Linked DNA regions of Triticum aestivum: region 2 is linked to region 1. Evidence: chromatin contacts called from public Hi-C data. All regions are on one chromosome and are shown on one strand. The core of a region is the stretch at or near the end of the contact, and the rest is flanking DNA. Distances in the headings are between cores, read along the strand shown.

What was found. A called contact is a pair of places that touch in the nucleus more often than the background predicts.
Region 2: a Hi-C map of leaf shows a contact between it and region 1, with 4 times the contacts expected there. The contact joins the promoter of LOC123164322 here to the promoter of LOC123165833 in region 1. A contact is called at or near these places in 2 of 5 Hi-C or Micro-C datasets (both in leaf).

The regions. Positions count from the first base shown.
Region 1 is chr7D:597,271,230-597,276,547 of IWGSC CS RefSeq v2.1, reverse strand. LOC123165833 reads left to right here and starts at 1,666. Exons shown (of 5, transcript XR_006483202.1): 1 at 1,666-2,280; 2 at 3,068-3,236.
Region 2 is chr7D:597,511,103-597,516,531 of IWGSC CS RefSeq v2.1, reverse strand. It overlaps LOC123164322 (putative proline-rich receptor-like protein kinase PERK6), which reads left to right and starts at 1,660. Exons shown (of 2, transcript XM_044581747.1): 1 at 1,660-2,037; 2 at 2,390-3,235. The coding sequence starts at 1,660. The coding sequence ends at 3,235.

The DNA of each region.
Region 1 (5,318 bases), core at 417-2,916:
ATGCAAATCCAGACCTGGGAAACCATTGTTTCGTGGGGAAGAAGGTGGGGACATGTAAGGGCGTGGGGAAGAAGTTGGCGGCCATGGGGCGTGAGATCTTCGAAGGGGAGGGAAGGGCACGTGATGGCCTGGAGACCGCGTCCAGCGTGTGGTTTGTTGGGTTGATTCGCATATGTTTTTCCATAGTTTCACATAGAGGATTCTTCCAATTTTGGCCAAGAGGGCATACAACATGGGCCCCCATGTCTTTTCATGAAGTTTTTTTCTCATCCATCGACAATCTTACAAGTAGTAACACTTCTTCATTTTCTTTTGTTTTTGTCTGCCAACCAGGTTCTGGGTGGATGAGCTTCTAACAAACAAATTTTGCACATAAGAAGTGATCACCAAGAAGCAATCTGCTACTATGTCTTTTTCAGTTCTTAGCCATTCATTGCTTTTTGAACTAAAACATTACTGCATTATAGATATATCTAGTACTATGTGCAACAAATCAGAACATATGGCCTATATATGCTACATTTTTTTTACAACAGTATGTTCATTTGTTTCCTGTGTCTGTGTGTGAGTTGCACAATATGAAAAAAAGTTGGCTCGATTACCTGAAATAGTTGGTCGCAACAAACACAAAAGTTGCACAATATGCAAGTCCATGTTTGTGTATTCCTGGTTTTATGTGTGTTGTTGCACTAGTTTGGGTGAACTATTATCGGAGCAGTTGCAGTCAACGTGGAGAAGGATTGGAGAAGTTGGATTCAAGGCGAAGAAGAAGAAGAGGAACATGTCACCTTCTTCATCCTCTTTTCAAGTTGAAGATCTACAGCAGAGCCTGGTACATCCCCCTTCTCTCCTTCTCTTTTCCCCTAAAAAACTGCATATATTAGATCTTCTTGTTCTTCACCTTGACAGATCTTCCATGACAGCTCCTGAGATAAGGAAGGCTCCCATGGCGTGTTCCTGGAATCCTGGTTGCTTCTTTCGTGGGGAAGAAGTGCAACTGCCTCGCTCTTCAGGACTGGAGTGGTGTGGGGGGGGGGGGGGGGGAGGCAGGACTGGAGAAAAGGAAGAGAAACGGGGGACTAGAATCATGTGGGTTCAGGGGACTGGAGTGGTGCGCCGGGGACCATGTGGTTTTTGTGTGCGTCACGTGGGGGCCGCCTTCCCTTTCTTTCCTTTTTGGATTGGGTAGGGACAGAAACTTACCATACCTAGGTGGCCGCTCGGGACCGCTAGGGAGCCAACGGCTGCTCCCTAGACGCGTCCTATTAAAAACCATTATTTAATGAATAGTATGGTTGCATTTGTATTTTCTTCACTAAGAATACCATGGGTGTCAATACATCATGAAACTTCACACGTGAGTAGAATGATCGACTTAGGTTCATACCGCGAAATTTCAGAATTTTTTATTTTTTCTAGTAGTTTTTATAAATTTACTATTCATGTGTGTGCGCGTGCACCCATGTTCACCTTTGTATTTTCGTTTAGCCTAGTGCTAAGTATGACCAGCCTAACTAAACCTTTGTACTACTTTGTATGTGTAGCATTATTGAAGGATTAAAAAGAAAGTACAGATCGAGAATGGACGCTGGCCGTTGGATTTTCCCACGGGCGCCCCACATCCGACACTGGACTGATCACACACGTCACCGCGTCCACCTGCCAAAGCCACACACACAATAAAACCCTAGCCGCCGCCCTCACGGGCTCACCCATCATTAGTTTAAGTGTGAGGCAGCGGCGTGCATCGGCGCCGGAGGCGTGCGCTCACCCCGCCTCTCCGCTCGTCCCGCTCGCCGCGGCCGATGACCGCACCACCCGAGACCGCGGCCACCCGAAAAAACGGCGGCGATGAGGAGGCCCGGCCCTTGGCGCAGACCCGCGCCCCCGAGCGGCGGCAGCGTCGGATCCGGCTGCCTCGCGGGGCCAGCCCTCCCGTCCGCGCCGCGCCGCGTCGCCGCCGGCATGGAGGCCCCTGCTCGGGCAGCCTCCGCGGCGTCGTCGGCGTCGCTGCGGCGGCGGGGTCTTTGGGTACCGCGTGGCGGGGGACCGGCGCGGCTTCCGGTCGAGGGTTCTGGCGACGCCAAGCCGTAGATCTGAGCCGCCGTCCGCACCTCGTTTCCTCCATGTTTCGATCTGGTACCCCACCCCCACCACCTCATCTGTAAATGCAGTGATTGGGGTCGATCGCTCGCTGGTCCAGATCAGGGTGCGCCGCCTCCCACCAGTTCATCCACACCCTTTCTTTTCGCGAAAATCCCTGCCTACTGTAACCATTCGGTTAGACCTTTTGCCCTCCCAACACCAGGAAAAGTTTGAATTGTGTGATTTATAATAGAGTGTGCATATTAGTGCAACCGTGGCATAGGCAATTCAATATCCAACAATTTAGAATTTCAAATGCAGAATACTTAGCATTGCATAGACAACTCAATATCTGACAAAAGGAAAGTGGAAAATAACATATCATTTCAGCTGTTCTGGACGACTTGGACATGGGGTTTGGTTCCACGTTGTCGAGTCCTTCAATGCCGCCATGCCCGCTGCCGCTCTCACCTTCTTCTCTTTTTAGTTTGTAACGACTCGAACATGGGGTTTGGTTCCACGTGTGAGGCATGTGGGTTTAAACCCTGGCTCTGGTGGGGTTGAAGCCTGACGGTTTGGGGCGGGTTTGGAAGGCGTATAAATCTGGCAGGGTCCAATCGAAGGCGCATATAAGGTAGGTCGGGATACAACCCTCACCGGGGCCAAAACCACGTGGTTCGGCCAGGTTTTGGTCAGATCCCGGTGTGGGTAGGATTAACGAACAAGGCCTTAAGGGGTAGGGATGGACTCAACGATGATAGGAATTGACCGGTGGCACTGCCAGAACCTTTACAATTACTTTGGTGATGTTGTGGTGATCGATAGCTATTTTTGTTGTGGAATTCTGCTTTTGTACGCCGGAGATCACCAACGCCACCGTCAGTGGCGGAGCGTTACCAACAAATATTGGAAACTCGTTATCATCATCATCATTATCATCTTCGTCTCTGTCTCAATAACCTTGGTCCTCCTTGGTTCACAGGATTATATAAACGAGGGAGAAAAGAGGCTCCAGAAGTTCTTATAACCCAGCTCAAGTGGTTTCAAGCATTGCTTGGTGCATCTATATGTAAGAATTCACGGATCATGGAGTATCAGTTAGAGCTGGATTTAAATTCCTTCATGAGCCCCAGCATAAAGAGTGATAAAAAGTGAGTTTTGTTTCTTCTCTTTTGATCAAATTCCCCATGCAGCCAAGTATATGGCTGAGAAATAATTTGTTGCTTCAGGGATCTCAAAAATATGATTTGTATGGAGCTGTACAACATTAGGGTGAATCTTTATTGGGTGGTCACCTACGTTTGCTATATCCATTTGTCACAAAATGATTAATTTCTAATAAATAATGATGCGTTAATTTATTTACATCTACTAATATTTCTTACATCCTTCACTCAGTTACATGATTCTAAAATTCTACACTGTAGTTGTAGAAAATTGGCAAATATTAAAGTTTTGAGTCATAAAGTATATATTTTATTCCATGTCAGTGAAGGTTCATTCCATTGGTTCTCTGCCTTAAGAAAGGAAACAACGGTTCCAGTGGCAGTTATAACTTGGACTTTGATAATTCTCTAGCTGAATCGGTCCTCAGACCAGTAGCTTCCAACTGCGACAGCATTAGTAAGGGCAAGTGCCTTATTGATCTGGTTATTACTCAAGAGAAAGCAATGTCAGAGGAGCAACAGTCTGAAGAGAAGCTGATTATGTATATGTGAGGAGAGTGTATATTCGACAGCAGTATATGCGGGAGTGTATATTCAGACTGCTGTTGAAGCTCATCTGGCATTGCTTTCCCTTGAAGTGTAGTCTCATTATTAATGCACTTTCCCTTAGTAATGCTGTCAGAGTTGGAACCTACTGGTCTGAGCAGCAGTTCAGCTGAAGAATTGTCAGACGCCGAGCCATGGAGATGTTGTTTACTTTCTTAAGTAATGTGGAGAACCAAGGGGCTAAACCTTGCTTGACGTAGAATAAAAGATATGCTTCGTGGCACAAAGCTTGATATTCGCCAATTTTCTAAACCTACAACATAGAAGTTTAGAATCATGTAATTGAGTGAAAGATGTAAGAAATATTAGTATGTAGTGATCATTTATGAGAAACCAATCAATTTGTGACAAGCAGATATAATAAACGTAGTGACCAACCAATAACGATTAACCCTGGTTTGTGAATAGTGCATGACTTTATGATTAAGCTCAGTTTGTGGTTGCTGAACTGTGTTGTGCTGAATGGACTTTCCATTTTGGCGAGTCTTCTAGACTTGCTCTTAGCTGGTTATAACAACCAGGTCTAATAATCAAGAAACAAAATCCTGAGTCAGGGTGATGATGATTGACCATGGCTCATATAAGCATGCTCTCGAGCAATTAAGGCACCTGTGGGTATTTTGATCATGTGCATATTTTAGTGGCACTGTCCTTGGATGGTCATTTCTTATGAGTGATAACCAGGGCAGTTTCACCAATGTATGAACAGATTGATCTGGTGATGGAGACACTGGGGTAAGGGTCGTATGATCGTGCAACGACGAATCTGAGGCCACTCAAATGCAGATCTGGTCTCAAGCACATTGTACCATGTTGTTGCCGTTCTGTATTTGTGTTTCGTGCATCTTTGATTTGCAGGATTTTAAGAACACATCGAAGGAGATAGCATACTCTTTGTTGGTTCATCATATATCATATGATTTTGCATGTAGACGTCACTATTGATTGATGCTCTGCAAGATTCTGATTCCACCTTAAGTTTCTATGGATGACCACAAATTCTTACGGATCCTGTATGCCAAACAATACCTTTCCTTTTTTGGTTGATGTAAAAAAAATATTGTTTGTATTGCTATTGCTTGATGTTCTGCAAGATTCTGGTTACTTCTAATTTTTTGGGTACTATTTTGGCTGTTGCTTGGTCATTTGATCTTTCCTTCCTAGTTCTACTCACTGTTTATTGTTTGTGATCATTTTGCTACTCTCCGGAGATACTTTTGGTTTATCTTCTCTTAAGTTTTTTTCCTTAGTATAATATAATCTCTTTATGAGCAAGTTGCACTTTGTTACACTAGGAAGACTTGCGTTCAGAAATGTATTGGTTGGATGACTTGTTTTAATTAGTTTCCATACTATGTTTATTTGTTTCCTACAAGTTGCCAGTTGCAGCTATTTGTTCTCGCGTGCTACAAAATAACGATGCTACTGTTTTTTTAGTACTGGATTGTTAATGTAAAGAGT
Region 2 (5,429 bases), core at 411-2,910, 240 kb before region 1:
CCTCATTCGCTGTCCCACATCGCCTGGTTCGCTCGATTGCAGTTGACTGGTCGACAGTTGACATTTGAAAAAATAACATAAATTTAAAAAAAATCCAGGAAAGATTGAAAAAATGGAAAATATCTCACGAATTCAAAAGTGTTCATGAATTCTGAAAGAGAGTTCGCATACTTCAGAAAAGTTCGTCCATTTTGAAAAAAGTTCATCAATTTGGAAAAAACATAAATTTGAAAAAAAAGTTTATCCATTTGAAAAATGTTCATTGATTTTGAAAAAAAGTTCATAGATTTATAAAAAGTTCATCAATTTTGCAAAAAGTTCATCGATTCGAGATAAAGTTCACAAAATTGAAAAAAAAAGTTCAAAAATTTGGGAAAAAAGTTCACGCACTTAACAGAAAAGAAGAAATAAAAAGGAATAAACCGAACAAAACCATTTCCAAGAAAAAGGAAAAAAGAAAGAAGAAAGGAGAAAAGGGTGAAAAAGCTGCAAGTAAACACGAACACGTGAGCTGGCCAAGTGGTAAGGGCAGCACACAAGTAGTTGTGAGATCGCTGGTTCGAATCGCACCCTCGCTATTGAGGAGTACTCCTCCGGGAGCCCCCCCCCAAAGGGTCGCTTGGGGTGGGCTGGGAGCCGTCACTTGGCGCGCTCTCAGCCGCCGCCACGTGTCGCACTCTGGGCGCTCCCTTAGAATTTTTTCTGTATGTGTTTTCGGCTTTTAGATGATTTCCTTTTCGGTTTTTCTCTTTTCCCCCGGTTTTCTTAGGATTTAGACAAAAAATTGATTATTTTTGCTAAAAAATGTCTTTTTTTATCTTTCACGAGAGGCACATATTTAATTCTCGTGGAGGCACGGATTTCCTTTTAGGAGAGGCACGGGCGTGCCTCTCGGAAAGGAAAAAAAATCATGTTTTTTTTCTGCAAGAGGAACAGATTCATTTCTCGTGGAGGCACGGGTTTGATTCTGCCTCTCGGAAAGGAAAAAAAATGTGTTTTTTTGTTCCGCAAGAGGCACGCATTTACTTCTCATGAAGCACGAATTTGTTTCCGCCAGAGGCACGGGCATGCTCTCGGAAAGGGGAAACACGTGTTCTTAGATTTGCTTCTAAGAGGCATGAATGTGCCTTTCGGAAAGGTAAAAAACGCATGCCTCTTTGGAAAGGGGAAAAAGGTGCTCCTGGTTTGGGTTTTTCCGAAACGAAAAAAAGCGTGTTCCAGGTTCGGGTTTTTTTGTCCGTTTTTTTTGTGAAAAAAATATTCGTCGAAAACTATCAACATGGGATCTAGTTTTGAAGATCTCGACGCGGGGGACCCGACGGCGAAAATGCTTCAAGATTTAGTCGTATGGTTTAAGAGATAAAACTTTTTGAATAAACGAATCTGGGAAGGCGGGAGTGTTCTTTGAAAGAAGTACTCCTCAATTAGTGATTTGGAAGAGACAGATAGGATGGGCCGTGCTCAGCATTTAACTTCATGCTGGGCCTGTGTCACAGCACCAGCGTTAGCCAGGCCAGCCCATCCTACTGCGCTTGACCGGTTCAAGTTTTTGGCGCCAGTGCGGATCCCTTTCTCTCCTGCCCTGCAATTGGCGCCCGCTCCCCTCCACGCTGACACACACACGCCGCCGCCCAATGCCATCCTTCCACATGGAGGCGCATGGCACCAAACCATCTTACTACCAGGTCAACCAGCAGTAAGCTCCACAGGCCACAGCATACGCCGCCGCATAAACATCTCCGCCGGCCGCGCCGCGCAGGCACGCCAACTGCCAACGCCACCATAAGTACCTTCTTCACACCAGTTAGGTCCCTTCACCCGCTCCAAGCCGCATCGCTCCATCCAAGCATTGCTTCAAAGTTGTTGCGCCGAGGCAGAGCAGATACCCGATCGAGGCGTCCGTCCGTCCATGGGGTCCGGGGCGAGCTCCTGCTGCGGCGGTGCGGAGAAGGTGGGGCACGGCTGCGTGAGCGCGTCGTCGGGGGCGGCGACGGCGGGCACGGGCAGCGGCGGCGGCAGCTCGTGGAGGATCTACAGCTACAAGGAGCTCCACGCCGCCACGGGCGGGTTCAGCGAGGAGAACAAGCTCGGCGAGGGCGGCTTCGGCAGCGTCTACTGGGGCAAGACCCCTGACGGCGTCCAGATCGCCGTCAAGCGCCTCAAGCCCAACAACAACAACTCCAAGGCCGAGATGGAGTTCGCCGTCGAGGTCGAGGTGCTCGCCCGCGTCCGCCACCGCAACCTGCTCGGCCTCCGCGGCTACTGCGCCGGCGCTGCCGCAGACCAGCGCATGATCGTGTATGATTACATGCCCAACCTCAGCCTCCTGTCCCACCTCCACGGCCAGTTCGCCTCCGACGCCACCCTCGACTGGCGCCGCCGCGTGGGCGTGGCCGTTGGTGCCGCCGAGGCGCTCGTGCACCTCCACCACGAGGCTTCTCCCAGCATCATCCACCGCGATATCAAGGCCAGCAACGTGCTGCTTGACTCCGACTTCGCGCCGCTCGTCGCTGATTTTGGGTTCGCCAAGCTCGTCCCCGACGGCGTCTCCCACATGACCACCAGGGTCAAGGGCACCCTCGGCTACCTCGCGCCGGAGTACGCCATGTGGGGCAAGGTCTCAGGCGCCTGCGACGTGTACAGCTTCGGGATACTGCTCGTGGAACTCGTCTCCGGCAGGAAGCCCATCGAGAGGCTGCCGTCGGGTGCCAAGCGTACCATCACCGAGTGGGCGGAGCCCCTCATCGCTCGCGGCCGGCTCGGTGACCTCGTGGACCCGCGCCTCCGGGGCATCTACGACGCGGCGGAGCTGGCGCGCATGCTCGAGGCCGCCGCGCTCTGCGTGCAGGGGGAGCCCGAGCGGCGCCCGGACATGCGCGCCGTCGTGCGGATCCTGCGCGGCGAGACTGTGGCTCCTGACGGCGCGGCGGCGGCAGCCTCCAAGGGGGGCAACGACGCCCAGGTCCGGCCTGCGGTGAGGATGGAGAGCGTCAAGTACGCAGACCACCTGATGGAGACGGAGAACAGCGTGTACTCCGGCGACGGGGACGAGGACGACCAAGAAGACGAGAAGGAGGCCGCCGACTACAGCAGCGACGAGGTGGAGGAGTACTCGCTGATGGACGACCAGAGCAGCATGAACTTCGGGGTGTTCGGCGCCATGCCCGTGGTGCCGGTGCAGACCATGCACGACCCCTACGTCAGGAGGTTTGGAGGAAACGGCGTCAAGATATGATCATCTCCTACTCTATTGTGTGACAATGCCAGTATGTTATATTAATTTCGTTGATGTGTAAACCTGTGCTTAATTAGTAGTTGGGATCAAGCTGGTGATTAAATTTATTGTAATTTATGGGACTTGGAAGTAAGTTCTTGTTTTCATTAAACAAAGTTCTTGTAGAATGTGCTATCTTTGAATGTGCGCGCATGTTGGTCTAGCCCATTTGCTTGATGACTTAAGCTTCAGCAACATCTACAGTGGGAGCCAGAAGACCAAGAAGATGATTAGAGATTAGAGATTTTGTGTCATGCTGCGTGACCAAAATCTACAGAGAGAACAATGTGGCCGCACATGAGCTAGCTGCTTATGCCAGAGTCTATGGAGACTTCCTTCTTTTACCTGATGTGCCACAGGTTCTTTCTCTTGAAACACGAGGCAAAAGTTTTGCCCGTTTCATTAATTAAAAAGAAGGTTGCCCAGGTAATTATGAAACCCGGGCGAAAACCGATACAAATGGGGCCAAGCCCCTACTCATCACATGGCCAAGCCAACCCGTTTCGTCGCGCCACAAGGACGCACCAAACTTGCCAACGACACCACAAACAACATCACAGGAGCACACTAACCACACACAGAGAGACCGACTCATGGTTGCCGAAGAGAAGAAGCCACGACTGCTACGGGAGGAGCAGACCCGGGACTCTCCTATGTGCCACAGGTTTTGAAACATGTAATCATGCCTGATGTAATCCAGGACATTGAAATATAAGAACTCCCTTTATCCCCCACCACCAAAAAAAAAAGCTTCAGCAACATCTAGCAGTTGAACTATGGGGTGCCGCCATTTGTATGAGCAATTGAGCAGAGTAAAGTAACTTGCGTGATGCATGCATTTGTGTACATACATGTTCTCCTTTGTCAAACAGATAGATAAAAATATCATTTTATTATAGCTAATGTTTAGATCAGAATATCTAGTGACAGTGACTCCTGTTGTTACTTGCCTCGAGTTGTTCGCTTGATTTCAATTCTACCATTTGACAGTAAGGCGGGTGACGAACCATATACAGCTGCAGCCTGCAGCTCAAGACAGATAGTTGTGTCTCCTTTTTCTTCAGACAAAACAATCTGCGTGCCTTTCGGATGTTGACACAATGAATTTCAGTTCTAGCATGTTGTGTGGCTTGTGGATCAACGTGGGTGTAGAATTGCGCGGCGACTATCTCAAAAAACGAGCTGTGTTGTTCACCCACCTGAAGGAAAATCATGTCGGGTTTTAGCTAGGCGGCCCACTTCTTCTCTCTCACCCGCTTGCTTCGGAAACGATTCACTCGCTGTTACGGTTTTTTCGGGTTTCTTTGTATCTTCTTCGTTTTGTTTTTCCTGTTTTTCTTTGTTTTTGTTTGTTCTTTCATTTCATTTACGGTTTCTAGTTTTTCTTCTCTTTCTTTTTTTTCTTTCTTTTTCTTTTTTCTTTCTCAGTTTTCACTAGTTTTTGAAATATTTTTTATTTCTTTGTCTCTTTATTGGTTTTCATTGTTTATTTCTCAGTTTTCCCTGTTTTCAATCTTTTTGCATTGGTTTCATTTTTTGTTTTCTTTGTTTTTCTTTTCGGGTTTTTATTGGGTTTCTTTTTTTTTCTTTGTTTCTTTGTCGATTTTCGTCGGTTTCTTTTTTGTTCAACACACGTCAACTTTTTTTTAAGTACACAGTCAACATGTTTTGTATGCATCAGAAACATGTTTTCTATACCCATTTAACATTTTCTAAATACATGATTATGCACCAGCTTGATCCCAAATTAAGCATAGATTTACATCAAAGAGATTAATATAACATAACTGGCATTGTCAATTTAAGTTCTTGTTTTTATTAAGCAAAAAAAATGAATTTCTTGTATACTTCTTTGAACGGGGGTGCATGAAAAAAAATCAGGAAAATGAGTGTGCATGTTAGTCTGGCCCAATTGCTTGATGATCTTGCATGAAATATTTGTAGGTCGACTGATTTTTTTTTTTGTAAGTCGATTTTGCGATGCGCGAGGCCGAAGGCAGGGACGGTGCAAGGAGTGCCGCCCACGGCGGGGCCGAGCCGTGGACGAGCGACAGTCATCGATAGCTGGAAGGAGTGAGTCCAAAACTTGTCGGGTGTGTGTGTGTGTGTGGGGGGGGGGGGGGGGGGGGGTCGCCGGAGCAGTTTAGCGCATGCG